Linked DNA regions of Mus musculus: all the other regions are linked to region 1. The links are chromatin contacts, called in public Hi-C, HiChIP or PLAC-seq and promoter capture Hi-C maps. All regions are on one chromosome and are shown on one strand. The core of a region is the stretch at or near the end of the contact, and the rest is flanking DNA. Distances in the headings are between cores, read along the strand shown. Region 1 holds the start of Gfra2 (glial cell line derived neurotrophic factor family receptor alpha 2). Region 2 has its middle 5.8 kb from the start of Npm2. Region 3 has its middle 47 kb from the start of Gm34757. Region 4 has its middle 53 kb from the start of Gm34703.

Evidence for each region. Promoter capture Hi-C pulls out the DNA fragments that hold promoters and counts their contacts. Hi-C and Micro-C count contacts between places; a contact is called where the count stands out from the background. HiChIP or PLAC-seq counts read pairs in DNA pulled down with a chosen protein or histone mark.
Region 2: a Hi-C map of embryonic stem cells shows a contact between it and region 1, with 2.6 times the contacts expected there. The contact joins the enhancer-like site here to the promoter of Gfra2 in region 1. A contact is called at or near these places in 3 of 39 promoter capture datasets (hippocampal neurons and liver), 4 of 484 Hi-C or Micro-C datasets (B cells, bone marrow-derived macrophages and embryonic stem cells), 1 of 115 datasets of contacts at active chromatin or transcription factors (large pre-B cells) and 2 of 9 other capture datasets (adipose tissue and liver).
Region 3: a contact with region 1 is called in a promoter capture Hi-C map of trophoblast stem cells, with 5 times the contacts expected there. The contact joins the enhancer-like site here to the promoter of Gfra2 in region 1. A contact is called at or near these places in 7 of 39 promoter capture datasets (the 3T3-L1 cell line, the HPC-7 cell line, embryonic stem cells and 3 more), 1 of 15 datasets of contacts at CTCF or cohesin (pro-B cells), 8 of 484 Hi-C or Micro-C datasets (the HL-1 cell line, the N1E-115 cell line, cerebral cortex and 4 more), 3 of 115 datasets of contacts at active chromatin or transcription factors (bone marrow-derived macrophages, embryonic hindbrain and embryonic stem cells) and 3 of 9 other capture datasets (adipose tissue, embryonic stem cells and liver).
Region 4: a contact with region 1 is called in an H3K27ac HiChIP or PLAC-seq map of neural progenitor cells, with 6 times the contacts expected there. The contact joins the enhancer-like site here to the promoter of Gfra2 in region 1. A contact is called at or near these places in 6 of 39 promoter capture datasets (the 3T3-L1 cell line, embryonic stem cells, hematopoietic stem and progenitor cells and 3 more), 2 of 484 Hi-C or Micro-C datasets (the N1E-115 cell line and cerebellar granule neurons) and 4 of 115 datasets of contacts at active chromatin or transcription factors (embryonic forebrain, embryonic stem cells, neural progenitor cells and 1 more).

What each region holds. Positions count from the first base shown.
Region 1 is chr14:70,888,546-70,891,472 of GRCm38.p6, reverse strand. Gfra2 (glial cell line derived neurotrophic factor family receptor alpha 2) reads right to left here and starts at 1,366. Exons shown (of 9, transcript NM_008115.3): 1 at 579-1,366. The coding sequence starts at 618.
Region 2 is chr14:70,657,405-70,660,331 of GRCm38.p6, reverse strand. It overlaps a transcript of Npm2 not described here. Among named protein-coding and RNA genes, the nearest start is that of Npm2, 5.8 kb to the right of the region's middle. Within about 2 kb of position 1,536, at least 40 of the 459 cell types and tissues checked have an H3K27ac peak or open chromatin away from gene starts, as enhancers often do. A contact at or near this core is called in embryonic stem cells, where this site is marked.
Region 3 is chr14:71,119,137-71,122,063 of GRCm38.p6, reverse strand. No RefSeq gene overlaps it. Among named protein-coding and RNA genes, the nearest start is that of Gm34757, 47 kb to the left of the region's middle. Within about 2 kb of position 1,458, at least 13 of the 459 cell types and tissues checked have an H3K27ac peak or open chromatin away from gene starts, as enhancers often do. A contact at or near this core is called in trophoblast stem cells, where this site is marked.
Region 4 is chr14:71,046,349-71,049,275 of GRCm38.p6, reverse strand. No RefSeq gene overlaps it. Among named protein-coding and RNA genes, the nearest start is that of Gm34703, 53 kb to the right of the region's middle. Within about 2 kb of position 1,430, at least 43 of the 459 cell types and tissues checked have an H3K27ac peak or open chromatin away from gene starts, as enhancers often do. A contact at or near this core is called in neural progenitor cells and stem cell-derived neural progenitor cells, where this site is marked.

The DNA of each region.
Region 1 (2,927 bases), core at 117-2,616:
GATAGGGTGCGTTCCTGAGACTGATTGGCAAGTAGGAGGTGACTACAAGGACTCCCCGCAAACGTCCAAACCAAGACCTCCTGCCGAAACCCACTGACTCTGAGAGCCTTCCAGAAAGGAGGGGCAGGCTTGATAGCGTCCCGCCAGCCTCTCCCCATCCTTCCTTTCATTCACACCAACAGTTGCATTTTTTTCCTTCCTAAGTTGTTGCAAATTGAACCCATTATTTTGAGGGAAATGAGCGCTATCACGGCCTGCAAGTAAGAGTGTGTGTCGGGGTGTGTGCGCGCGCGCGGCACGGGAGTGCGTGCGGAGATGGTTTGAATGTTGGAAGTCTCCTTCTCGGTCCTCCGCGCAACCAGCTAGCCGCTGCACAGCTCCCTCCTCTAGAGCCTCCCAGGCAGTTCGGCTCCCCGGAGCCCCAGGCCCGGGCTCCCAGCCTGGCGCGATCTCCCGGTGTCTCCCACGGCGCCCTGCTTGCAGCCCCCAAGCCCACCCCCGCATGCCCAGCTTCCAGTGGGCGACTGAACGCGCGCAGCCCCTTGTGACCCCCAGACTCGCCACCTGCAGGTACTCACCTAAAAAGAAGAAGAGGCAGAAGGCGTTTGCCAAGATCATGTTAAATAAATCCCACAGTTTTGTGTGTATGTGTCTTTCTCCCTTAGGTTTAAAAAATAAAAATAAAATAACAACGGTAATAATAACAGCCAAGCAATGATAACGACCCCCAAATCCAATGCGGAGATCCCGCCAGGCGGCCGCCGGTTGAAGATCCCGAGTCCAGGGATTCTCGCTGCTGGCTGGAGGGGGAGGGGTGGGAGGCGGGCGGTGGGCTGCCTCTCGACGTCCCCCCCTTGCCACTGAAATCAAACACACGTAGCTATGTGTCTGGCTGCCTTCTAAGCCAACAGCCTGGTCCTGAGGTCAGCCCAGCCCTTCGCTCTCGCGGCCGGGAAGGCGCGAGTCCCCGTGGGTCCAATTCCCCTGCACTTCCCAGGAGGGGACTGGAGAGGTGGGGGCGAGGCGATCTGAAAGTGAAGGACTGGAAGAAAGCAGCGAGGGAGGGGGGTCAGAATAAATGCAAATAGGAAAGAAATCCACCGACGGATGGGAGCAATCCAGTAGAGCTTCTAGGACGGGAGACCAGAGTCGCTTCTTTGGCACCAAGACGAAGAAAAAGATTCAAAATAAAAAAAAAAAAATCTTCTCCCGCTATCCCTTGCTTCGGCTCACTTTTTCTAATGGAATTCCAGTGCCGGTGTGCCTGTGCTTGCGTGTGTCTTTCCTCCCTTCCTCTCTCCCTCTCCTCTCCTCTCCTCTCCTCTCCCTCGCTCTCGCTCTTTGCTCTCGATCTCCGCTCTCCCTCACTCTCCCTCTCTCTCTCTCTTCCCCTCCCTACTCCCTCTCTCCCTGCTCCTCCCTCCGCCCGCCTGCTCCCTCCCTCCCCCTTCGCGGCTTCCTCGCCTAGGCTCTCGCGCCTCGCCCCTCTCCTCTGCTCGGGGCTCAGCGCCCCGGCTCCCTGGCGGCTGGCGGCGCAGCGCGCGGGAGCGCGGCGGAGCAGCTACACTCTGCAGCAGCAGTGGTAGCGACTCGGCGGTGATGGAAGCTACACCGGAGTGGCGCTGGCGCCCAGGAACACTGGCCTAGGGGTGAGCTCCACCGCTGGCTCCCTCGGCTCAACTGCCCGCCCTTGGGACCAGCCTGCTGCCTTGGCCGGAAAACCGACTAGATCCCCCGGCCAGTGTCCACGCTCAAACCAACGAAGCCTCCCGCCCCCTCCTCTCCATGCAATGTCTCATCCTGGCTAGGTGAAGGCTTGCGTTCTCCAAGTGCTCCTGCCCCTGCACTGGACCCCCAGAGCCATGAGGTTTCGGAAGCCTGAACGAGGTTAGGGAGACACTGAGGCCCGGGTGCTGGAGCCATCCTAGAGGCATGGGGGCAGGGCAGTAGAAAAACCCAGGCGTGGTGGTCCAGGTCTGAAAAAGAGAGCACCACTCTGCAAGCTGATGTATTCCTTGTGGGGAGCCGTTCTGAGAGTCTTCCCAAAAGCACTAGGGAACCCAAAGACGCCCTTGTAGGCCAACCCTATCTCCCTGGGTCTAACCCCGCGCTCCTATTCGTGTGTTCTGCATGCAGAGCTCAAGAACTTTTACCGCACACTAGTGACTCGCTTGCCACCCCACCCCGCGCGCGCTCCCCAACACACAGGCACACACACCAGCTCTGCAGCCATTCCAGACACCTCTTCCCCAGTTGGTCTCTCCTCCCCTGGACCAGAGAGAAGATTGTCTAGGGGTCCCAACTTCCTCCTCCAAGGCCAGTGAACCAGCCAGAACTGCGCGGGAAAAATCCAGCCCGGGTTGACACCCCACCCTACTGGGGAGCCCCAAAACAAGGGACACTCAGGCCTCTGCTTCACACCCCCTCCCCGCACACAGAGATCTCCTGGACTCCCTAGAGCTAGTCGGGGAACTAAGGCCACTCCCGGTTCCCGAAGCTGAGGGTGGAGACCCTTCCGGATGGAGACTCCTCCCCAAGCCGGGAAGGGGGACAATTTATCCATCTGTCTTTGGCCCCAGCTCACCGGCGTAATTTAGTCATAGAATTTACAATAAAAGCCCAGAAGCCCCGAAAAAAGAAGCGTCTGGCTGGAGAAGGGTTGAAGGCGAAGTGAGGTTGCTGACCGAGGTGGCAGGGCGGCAGACAGGCAGTACACATGTCTCAGCGCCCTCGGGATCATACAGCCCACGCACACCCGGCACCCTAGTTCCACGCTTTTCTCTGACACACCTTCGGCTGCCCTGGCATTTCGCACTCCTATGTCTTGCATGCGACTCCCGGAGCCAGGTTTAGGCGATGCTTCGTCAACTTTCCACGTTGCCAAAAAAAAAAAAAAAAAAAAAAAAAAAGCTGTCACCATCTCAAGC
Region 2 (2,927 bases), core at 287-2,786, 230 kb after region 1:
AAGATCAGTGTAAGCTCCTAGCACCCAAATCAGGCAGCTCACAACTGCCTGTGACTTTAGTTCCATGGGATCCAACAACCTCTCTGGCCCTGTATTCAAGTACACATATATACGTAATTTTTTTTAGAGAAATTTTTGAATGAATGATAGACATGATCTTATGAAAAAGCTCAGAGGAGTTGTACTTGGTGGTGTACACCTGTTATCCCAGAAGTAAGGAAACAAAAAAACCAAGGCTGGATAATATGACTGCCCTCTCCCCCGAACGCTCAGAAGGGCCACTTACACAATACGTATTCCCCACAAGTAGTAAAAAGTGTGGAGAATATAGCCCAAAGTCAGAAAATGTAAGCCTCTCGGCTCTCAAGAGTAGTTGGTATTAAAACATCCAGGTGTGGAAATGAAAACAATTTTAAGAGTACAGCTGGCCATTTCTTCATCTGATTAGCCACCTCTTACATCCAGTCTGAGCACACGTCACAAAGAATATCGCGTTACAAACTATTGACAAGCTATAAACACCACAAGCAGAACCCTCCCACTCAGCTAGGCAGTTGCCACAGCGGGCTCGGCGGCCACACCCTTCCACATTCCTTTTACATCTGCAAAACGCGCTTTTGTCAGTGTATACGCGCTATACTCTGTGCTTATCTGCAAACCCAAATCTTCCCACCCCTGCTGTCCCCATGTCTCGTTTTAAGACCTGCTCGTTTATTTGAGGTAATCGCAATCTTGTCCCTTATCTGTCCCAGCAACCAAACTCTGCTCCTTCCAAGTCAGCACCAAAGGATCAGGTCACGTCCGGATGGATGACAAGGATGGGATTTATGGCCGCAGATGCGTTTGCAGAAGACAAGCAGAGGGTGGAAAGAGGTACTGGAGTGAGTGAAGTTTCCTGCAGAGATCCCAGCCGGACCCACCGCAGCTGACACCAAGCGCAGCGGCTGAAATCAAAGCCTGCGTCTGCGCGGCCCCGGAAGTGATCCTGCGCGGCCCTTGCGTCGGAAGGAGACGCCGCACCTAGGTTGCATCTGGGCTGCGCAGAGTCCCCAGACCAGATCCCGCCTTTGTTCCACGCACGCGCAGTAAGGACTCATGTGCCCGGTTGTTTCCGGCTGTAACCGAGGTGCTAACCTACTCCGGGTATATCTCCCCTGGGCCCTGCTCTTGCAGAAATCCGAGTTTATTTGCATCAGGTCCTTACACCGAAATTCACAGCGGCTGTCCCTGTCCCAAAGTTGAAGTGCTGAACCCGTGGAGGAAGTCTCAGACGCAAAGGGGAGCTCTGCAGTGGACAGCTCCCAGGGAAGCCCTCATCAGACCAAGGAGTCATGACAAAAAGGCGCGAGACATCTTGTGAGGAATAGCAGAAATAATATGACTAGAGGGCGAATGCAGCCCTCTTTGTATCAGTAAAGAACGGGCCTGCAAGGTTGGGCTTTGATCCTAAAATCCGGTTTCTAAACCTCCAAAGACTCCTTAGCAAAGCAGCCTGCCGAGCAAGCCTTTCTTAACTGAGCTTAACGGATGGGACACGTGACCCAAGGCTAGGGCTGTGAGAAAGGAATTTGAGGAATGTTGAGAGGTGGACTCAAAACTTTGTGATCAGCTGAATTCAAACGATTTTCCTGTGATTCCCTAGTTCCAGAACAGAGTGACACCTGATTGGGAAAGAGAAAGCTCTGGGCAAGACTAGGGTGTGGGTTGTAAAGAAGATAGGACACAGGCTGACCCTGAGAGAAGGTCCTATCCTTGAAGATATCAAAACATTTCTGCAAAATGAATACCAATCACACAGAAACTCAGAAGAGGAAGTCATCATCTCACTAAGCCTCAAATAAAAAGCCAAAGACATAAAGGAATAAAATAACATTTAGTGAGCTGGAGAGGTAATTTGCAGTTGAAAGCTCTGGCTGCTCTTGTAGAGACCCTACATTCCATCCTTAGGGCCCACATGTTGGCTCACAATGGTTCTGTCACTCTAGTTCCAGGGGATTCAACACCTTTTTCTGGCCTCCTCGAGCCAGAGGCAATATACATTAGGCACAGACTTAGAAAACACCCATATACGTAAAATATTTTTCGAACTTAAGGCTTCTAGACTATTATCTCTTATGAATTTAGATGCATTCTTACCAAAATGTATGTCTGAATCAGTATATAAAAAGGAATGATACATCATGATTAAGTGGCTGAATCTAGAATGCAATGTTGATTTAATTTTCAAAAGAATATGGCTATAGTGATGGTTCAGCAGTTAAGAACTTGCTGCTCTTCCAGAGAGCACTGAGTTCAATTCCCAGCACCCACATGGTTGCTTACAACTATCTGTAACTCCAGTTCCACATGATCTAACTACCTCTTCTGGCCTCCGTGGGCACTAGCCACTGAAGTGCTCAGCCATGCCATGCAGACAAAACACCTATACACATAATTTTCTCTTTTTTTAAAGTTGTATTTGTTTTATTATATGTAAGTACAATGTAGCTGTCTTCAGACACTCCAGAAGAGGGCATCAGATCCCATTACAGATGGATGTGAGCCACCATGTGGTTGCTGGGATCTGAACTCAGGACCTTTGGAAGAGCAGTCAGTGCTCTTAACCACTGAGCCATCTCTCCAGCCCTACACATAATTTTCTATAAAAAGCATAACTGTAACACTGCATGAACTAAGGAAAAATTAGAAATCATCTCAGTAGATATATAAAAAATATATATAATGAAATTTTAAACTCACTAAACTTCAAAAAAAAAAGATATTATGCTAGTGATATTGCTCTGTTGGCAGAGTGCCTGCCTAGCACACAGGAAGCCCTGGATTCAGTTCCTAGCACACCAAGCCCAACACAGAAAATTAGAAGTCCAAGGTCATTCTCAGCTACATAGTAAGTTCAAGGCCAACTTAGGGTTTCTTGGTGGTGGTGG
Region 3 (2,927 bases), core at 209-2,708, 230 kb before region 1:
TTTTTCCTCTTTTTCTTCTAATCTCTCTCCAGGTATTCCTACCTAACCTTAACTTTTCCTCGGGTTCAAGACCCTTGGAAAGGCCTGTATACTTATTTTGTGTACCATATTTCCTCTTTGTTCCTACTCTCTCTCCCCGCTTTACTTCTGATAGCTTGTCCTGAATTTCCTCTAGAATCCGCCCTGCCTTAACCACTTGATAACATGTGAAAAGGAACAAAAGGGCTCCTAACACCAGAAAAAATTCAAGGCCAAACATATTCCACTTTACTTCTGATAGACTGTCTTGAATTTCGTTAGAAAGTTCAAGATCGGACTTACCTCGTAAAGCTGTACTCACTGGTACTCTCGTTCCCCAGCTGAAAAGTTCTGAATTCATACAGTTGAATCCTTCTTAACAGTCTGCTTTACGGGAACCTTTATTACCGCGACCCGCAGTTCTGGTTCTGGAATGAGGGATCTTCCTTGCGCCAGTCCCGAGTTTTTTCTCGTCCCGGAATTTCTCGTCCCGTCCCGGGTCTCAGCACCAATTGTTATTAGACACGTTCTCACGACCGGCCAGGAAAGACGCAACAAACCAGAATCTTCTGCGGCAAAGCTTTATTGCTTACATCTTCAGGAGCCAGAGTGCAAGAGAGCAAGCAAGCAAATGGCGAAACCCCATCCCTTTTTAAGGAGAATTATCCTCCACCTAGGATGTATTACTCCCTGATTGGCTGCAGCCCATCGGCCCAGTTGTCATCACGGGAAAGGCAGAACACATGGTGGGAAAACTGCCCCTGCATGTGTGCAGACTATGTTTACCACTTAGAACACAGCTGTCAGTGCCATCTTATAATGGCAAATGTGAGGGCGGCTCCTCACAGCCAGGAGGCTGGAGATGAGAGCTAGTATAGAGTTGAGCAAAGTGGAAGATACTGAAAACTGGAAGTTGAGGGACCACTTGCCAGGTGGCCTGTCTTCTCTTCAGTAGGATAACAATGACAGTAAATGGGCCAGTAATGAGGTTAGGACCGAAGGGGAGCCAACTGACCAGAGACTGGAAAGACTGGTTGCCAAGCAGAACCAACAAGCCTGCCTGATAACTCCACAGTGGCTCTTTCTACCCAATTGTGCTATTCTCTCCAAGGGTTCTCAATAAGCCAGGTATGGAGGAGTACCGATAGGTACCTGGACCAACATCAGAGTGTGAAAGCAAGCTGGTGGGTTTGGCCCAGCTAGACTGAATCCAAGTTGGTGAAGCGGCTGGTAAGAATTGTGTCAGACGGGTACATCATGGGATCTTAGCCTGACATGGATGGAAATAGGTACTGCCTAGGGCCAAGGTGCGGGATCCAGGGACTTTACCACCGAATGAGGTCACATATCAGATAAGACAGTAAAGCACTCTGAGGTAAGTGTCAAATGAGCTGTGTAAAGTGCTAAATGAGTTTGCATCTGGCTTTGACACCTATCAGCTGTGTGGCCTAAGGCAGATGTTCTAACATCTCTGAACCCATCATGAACTTATTCCTAACAGCCCCCTCTCTAAGGGTGTTGTCACCCAGGGCCCCAAGGAGAGAACTGTGAAAGTTCATCGTACGCTGTGTGCAAATGTCAGCTGTGATGTGTCAGGCAAGGGAGGTCAAGAGAGTCAGCAGGTTTCAGGCAGGATTAAAACCTAGCAATTCACTCTCCTAGTCCTTCCGAAGGCTGTCTTCCCCTCTCTCTGCCCTTGTCCTTCCTGGATCTTATTTGGTTGGTTTCTGACCAATCTTTAAAACTTACTCCAGTCAATTTGAATTCTAATCGGATCCTCCAAGGTGCCCCCTCCAGCCTCAGCTGGGTGTCATCTATGAAATTAATGAGCGTGCTCTCTGTTTCATCGTCTAGTTCATTGCTGGAAACATTAAATAGCTCAGGGCTCCAGACACCGAATTGCTTCAGATGGCCTCTCACAAGTCTCCAGGGTTGTTTGTTTCTTTGTTTGTTTGTTGAGCCAGGTTTTTTTTTTCCCCTCCTGAATTTTAGCCATCATCACAGTCACGATTCACACACAGAGAAAGTCTCTCTGTGGAACACTAGCAATTTCCTCAAATCCATCCCACTTCTACCTCCAAAAGCATTACTTAGAAGACTAAACAGTTGCCCCCCCCCCTTGAACCTGGCCTTGCCCGGGGTCCACCTTCTATGGCCTCTGAGGCATTATCACCTAGCCCATGGAGTTCAGTGTATATGTTAGTGCATTTAAGCTAATTAACGAAATGCCCTACACTGAGTAATTTATAAACAGCACAGTTTTAGAGACTAGCAAGTCCCACAAGATGCCAGTGGCTTGGTGTCTGTTGGTGACATCTCCTTCCATGTCCCTCTCAAAAGTTGTGAGAGTGAATCTTGACCGGGTTGAGCAGTGCCTAGGTATTTAATAATCCACACCTCCAGATGTGTCTGTAAGGGTGCTTGTGGAGAGAATTAAGTACAGACCCACTCTGAATTCAGGCTATGCTGTTCATTCCATAGGCTGGAGTGTGGAGGAGGGGAGTTGGAGAAAGTCAGATAACACAGCCATGCTCTTTAATCTCTGCTCCTTGCTTGCCATGAAGTTACAGGCCTTTTCTGTCATGCCTCCCACTGCCATGATGCTGTCCTTATCTCAGGACGTCAGAGATGGGGCTAGGGAACAGAACCCCTGAATCAGTGAGTCCAACAGACTCTTTTTCATTTAAACTGGTATTAACTCAGGTATTTGAGCACCTAACACAAAAATATTTCATAAAGCTATTAATGCTATATATAAGGCTCAAGATAAATTATCTACCTTCCAGAGGGTCCACTTCATGATACTTTTTTTTTTTTGAGATGATTAGATTTCAATGTAAGAATTCTAATTCGACAGGACTATGCAGAACATATCAGTGTGTGACCAAACTGTAAGTGCACACGCAGAA
Region 4 (2,927 bases), core at 181-2,680, 160 kb before region 1:
ACTTAAGGTCAGTACTAAGTATGGAGATTGGGAGACAAACCTGAGAGTTCCAATATCAACAGCTATGGGAGAAAGAAGTGCACAGGAACGACCCTGATGAGGACAGTGGGCACACAGCTCAGCATAGCCTCAAGGTGGAACATAGACACCAGCCTCATGAAACATAGCTGTCTTAGGGTTTTATTGCTGTGAGGAGACAACATGACTACAACAACTTTTATAAAAGAAAACATTTATTTGAGACTGGCTTACAGTTTCAGAGGTTTAGTTCAATATTTGGATGGTGGAAAGCATGGGGGCATGCAGGCAGACATGGTGCTGGAGAGGTAGCTGAGAGTTCTACATCTGGATCAGCAGGCAACAGGAAGAGACAGTTGGCTAAGCTTGGGCATCTGAGATCTCAAAGCCCACCCTCTGGTGACATACTTTCTCCAAAAAAGCCATATGTACTCCAACAAGGCCATATCCCCTAAGAGCATCACTCCCTTATAGGTCTATGGGGGTCATTTTTATTTAAACAACCCCAACAGCCTTGGAAAGGAACGTATGTTCCAAGACTTTAACATATTCTGAGTTGGGAGCAATTCCAAAGTCTGACTGACTCACTTCTTGCCTTAGGACAATCTACACATACATATTACATGAAGTTCAGGGATTGAAGGGATCCCCAAGGTCTATGTACTGGAATTCATGCAGGGGCAGTTCTTCAGTGGCCAGGGAAGGACCACCTATGGTGCCAGTTATGAGAGCATGAGACTTGCATGATCCCCACACTTCATATTTCCTGCCACTTTCTCCATAGGGTTACCAACTAAGCAAACACAGTAACCCCCTTAAGTCTGATGATACTCAAATGACACATTTCCTTCTCATCCACCACTCTGTCAAACACGTATAGTACCTGTGTTCTGCATGCCAGGCCTGTTCCACAGGCCGGGAAAGGAATAAGACAAGGTGAGTCCTCAAGAGACTCTTGGATCTTGAAAGGAGATGACACAAACACAACTCATTCAGAATGTGTCACAGACATATAGGTAGACCTATGGTCCTATTAGGAGAAGAGAACAGTTCCAATGGGGACCTCAGAGCTAGAAAGGAAATATTCCCCAAAGGAGGTGTTGATGCTAACTTCAAATTCCAAAAGGACAACAGAAGTGCTATGAATGATCTTGGGATCAGATGTGTGATGTTCTACTGAACCTCAGGAATAGATGGGGAACAACCACATTTCCTGATTGCCCTTTCCAGGGAGACCGAGCCCTAGAACCATCTTTCTTTGGAGTTATGATTCCTCAGTCCTAGATACTGGCTACTTGCCCTAACCACCCTGGGATCAGAATTCTACAAACAGCTCTGTAGCCAGAGCTCATTATCATTATTCATACTGACCAATCCCCTGCCTGCTTACCAATGTCAGTTCGGTTTTCCATAGCAACCACGATAAAAGCTCTTTCTACCCCCCTCTGCCTCCTGACTCACTGCAGAGCTTTCTATGTGGCCCTGATCATAGTGACACCTGTTTCTACAGACCTGTGAGGATGAACACTCAAAGACCTGTGTGTCCTGAACATCCTTCAGGACACTGATTTTTGTGTCTATGCATATCATGCTCTAACTGATCAAAACAAATTTTGGTTATCCCTACAACTAATAGTGTTTCCCTGAGGGACAGGAAACCCAGCTAGGCTCTCTCCAAGAACCATCAAATGGTACAATGACAATTTTTTTCCTATTAGGCTTGGCCCACATGGGCCTCACTTGGGGGAAGAAAGGACTCTCTCTCTCCCCAGAGTTGCACGAAAGCCAAAGGAGTTAGAAGCACAACCCCATGAGGTCAGCAAATGAAACAGAGATTGCTGCAGGCCAAAGGCTAGAACACTAGGCTACTCATGTTTCTCTACAGACAATGATGCAGTGCTGTCCTTCCCATTACATTCCCCAAACCAAGAAGAACTGGCCTTTTGTCCTGCCTAGCTAGAGGTCACAGAAGCACCTCTACGAAGGCTTACTAAGGCTTTCTGTGCATTGCTTCGGCCAAGGGCTTCCTGTTGCCTAGAAACCAGGGAACTCAACAGAGACCATTGTTCTGGGTGGAAGCAAGCCCTGAGGGCACTCCAGGTTTCAACCATTCAAACAGAACAGCCCCTTTCTGAGGCTGGAGACTATGGCCTCACATAAGAAGGTCTTTAGGCTATCTCTGGTGGTTTCTGAGCAGCAGGCTTTCTTTCCTCAGCAGCTGGGAGAATATCCACAAAATGACCATCTAAGCTGTCTGTAGTGACATATACCTGTGGTGTTGGGCCATTTACCATGTTGTCCCTTTCAGCATCAAGGACATGTGGCTGACAGCTGTGAGTTCCAGGTCTGCTCTGACTTGTCCTCCTAGTAGCCTTGCTTCTGTGTGAAGCAGTATTTACAACATGCCACTTCATCCACTATCCTAACTTTCCTTTATGTTCATCCCCTCTTCTGCCTTCAACCTCTACTGCAAAGCTTCCTAGACTAGACTTGATCTCGGCTCTCCATTTTGATAGGTTCTACTATCTGATAGGACGGCTGTATGCCTTACTCTGGTTACTTTTACATCCTCATGAACCAAAAAGCTGACATTGATAACTTGTGGGAGGAATAAGTTCATAGGGCTTACAGTTTGAGATGCTCCAGTCTATCACAGCAGGGAAAACATGACTGCAGTGGTGGCTCTATCTATGACAGTGTGTATTGGAACCCCTCTCGTGGCAGCTGAGCCAAAAAAAAAAAAAAAAAAAAAAAAAAAAAAAAAAAAGCACAAAATACAAACAAGAACCAGAAGTAAATGTAGTCTTCAAATCTTGCCCCCACTGACCTGTCTCTGCCAACCCATCTCTTCCATATCCCAAAATTTCCCAGCCTCACCAAACAGTGCTACCAACTAGCACCTAAAAGAC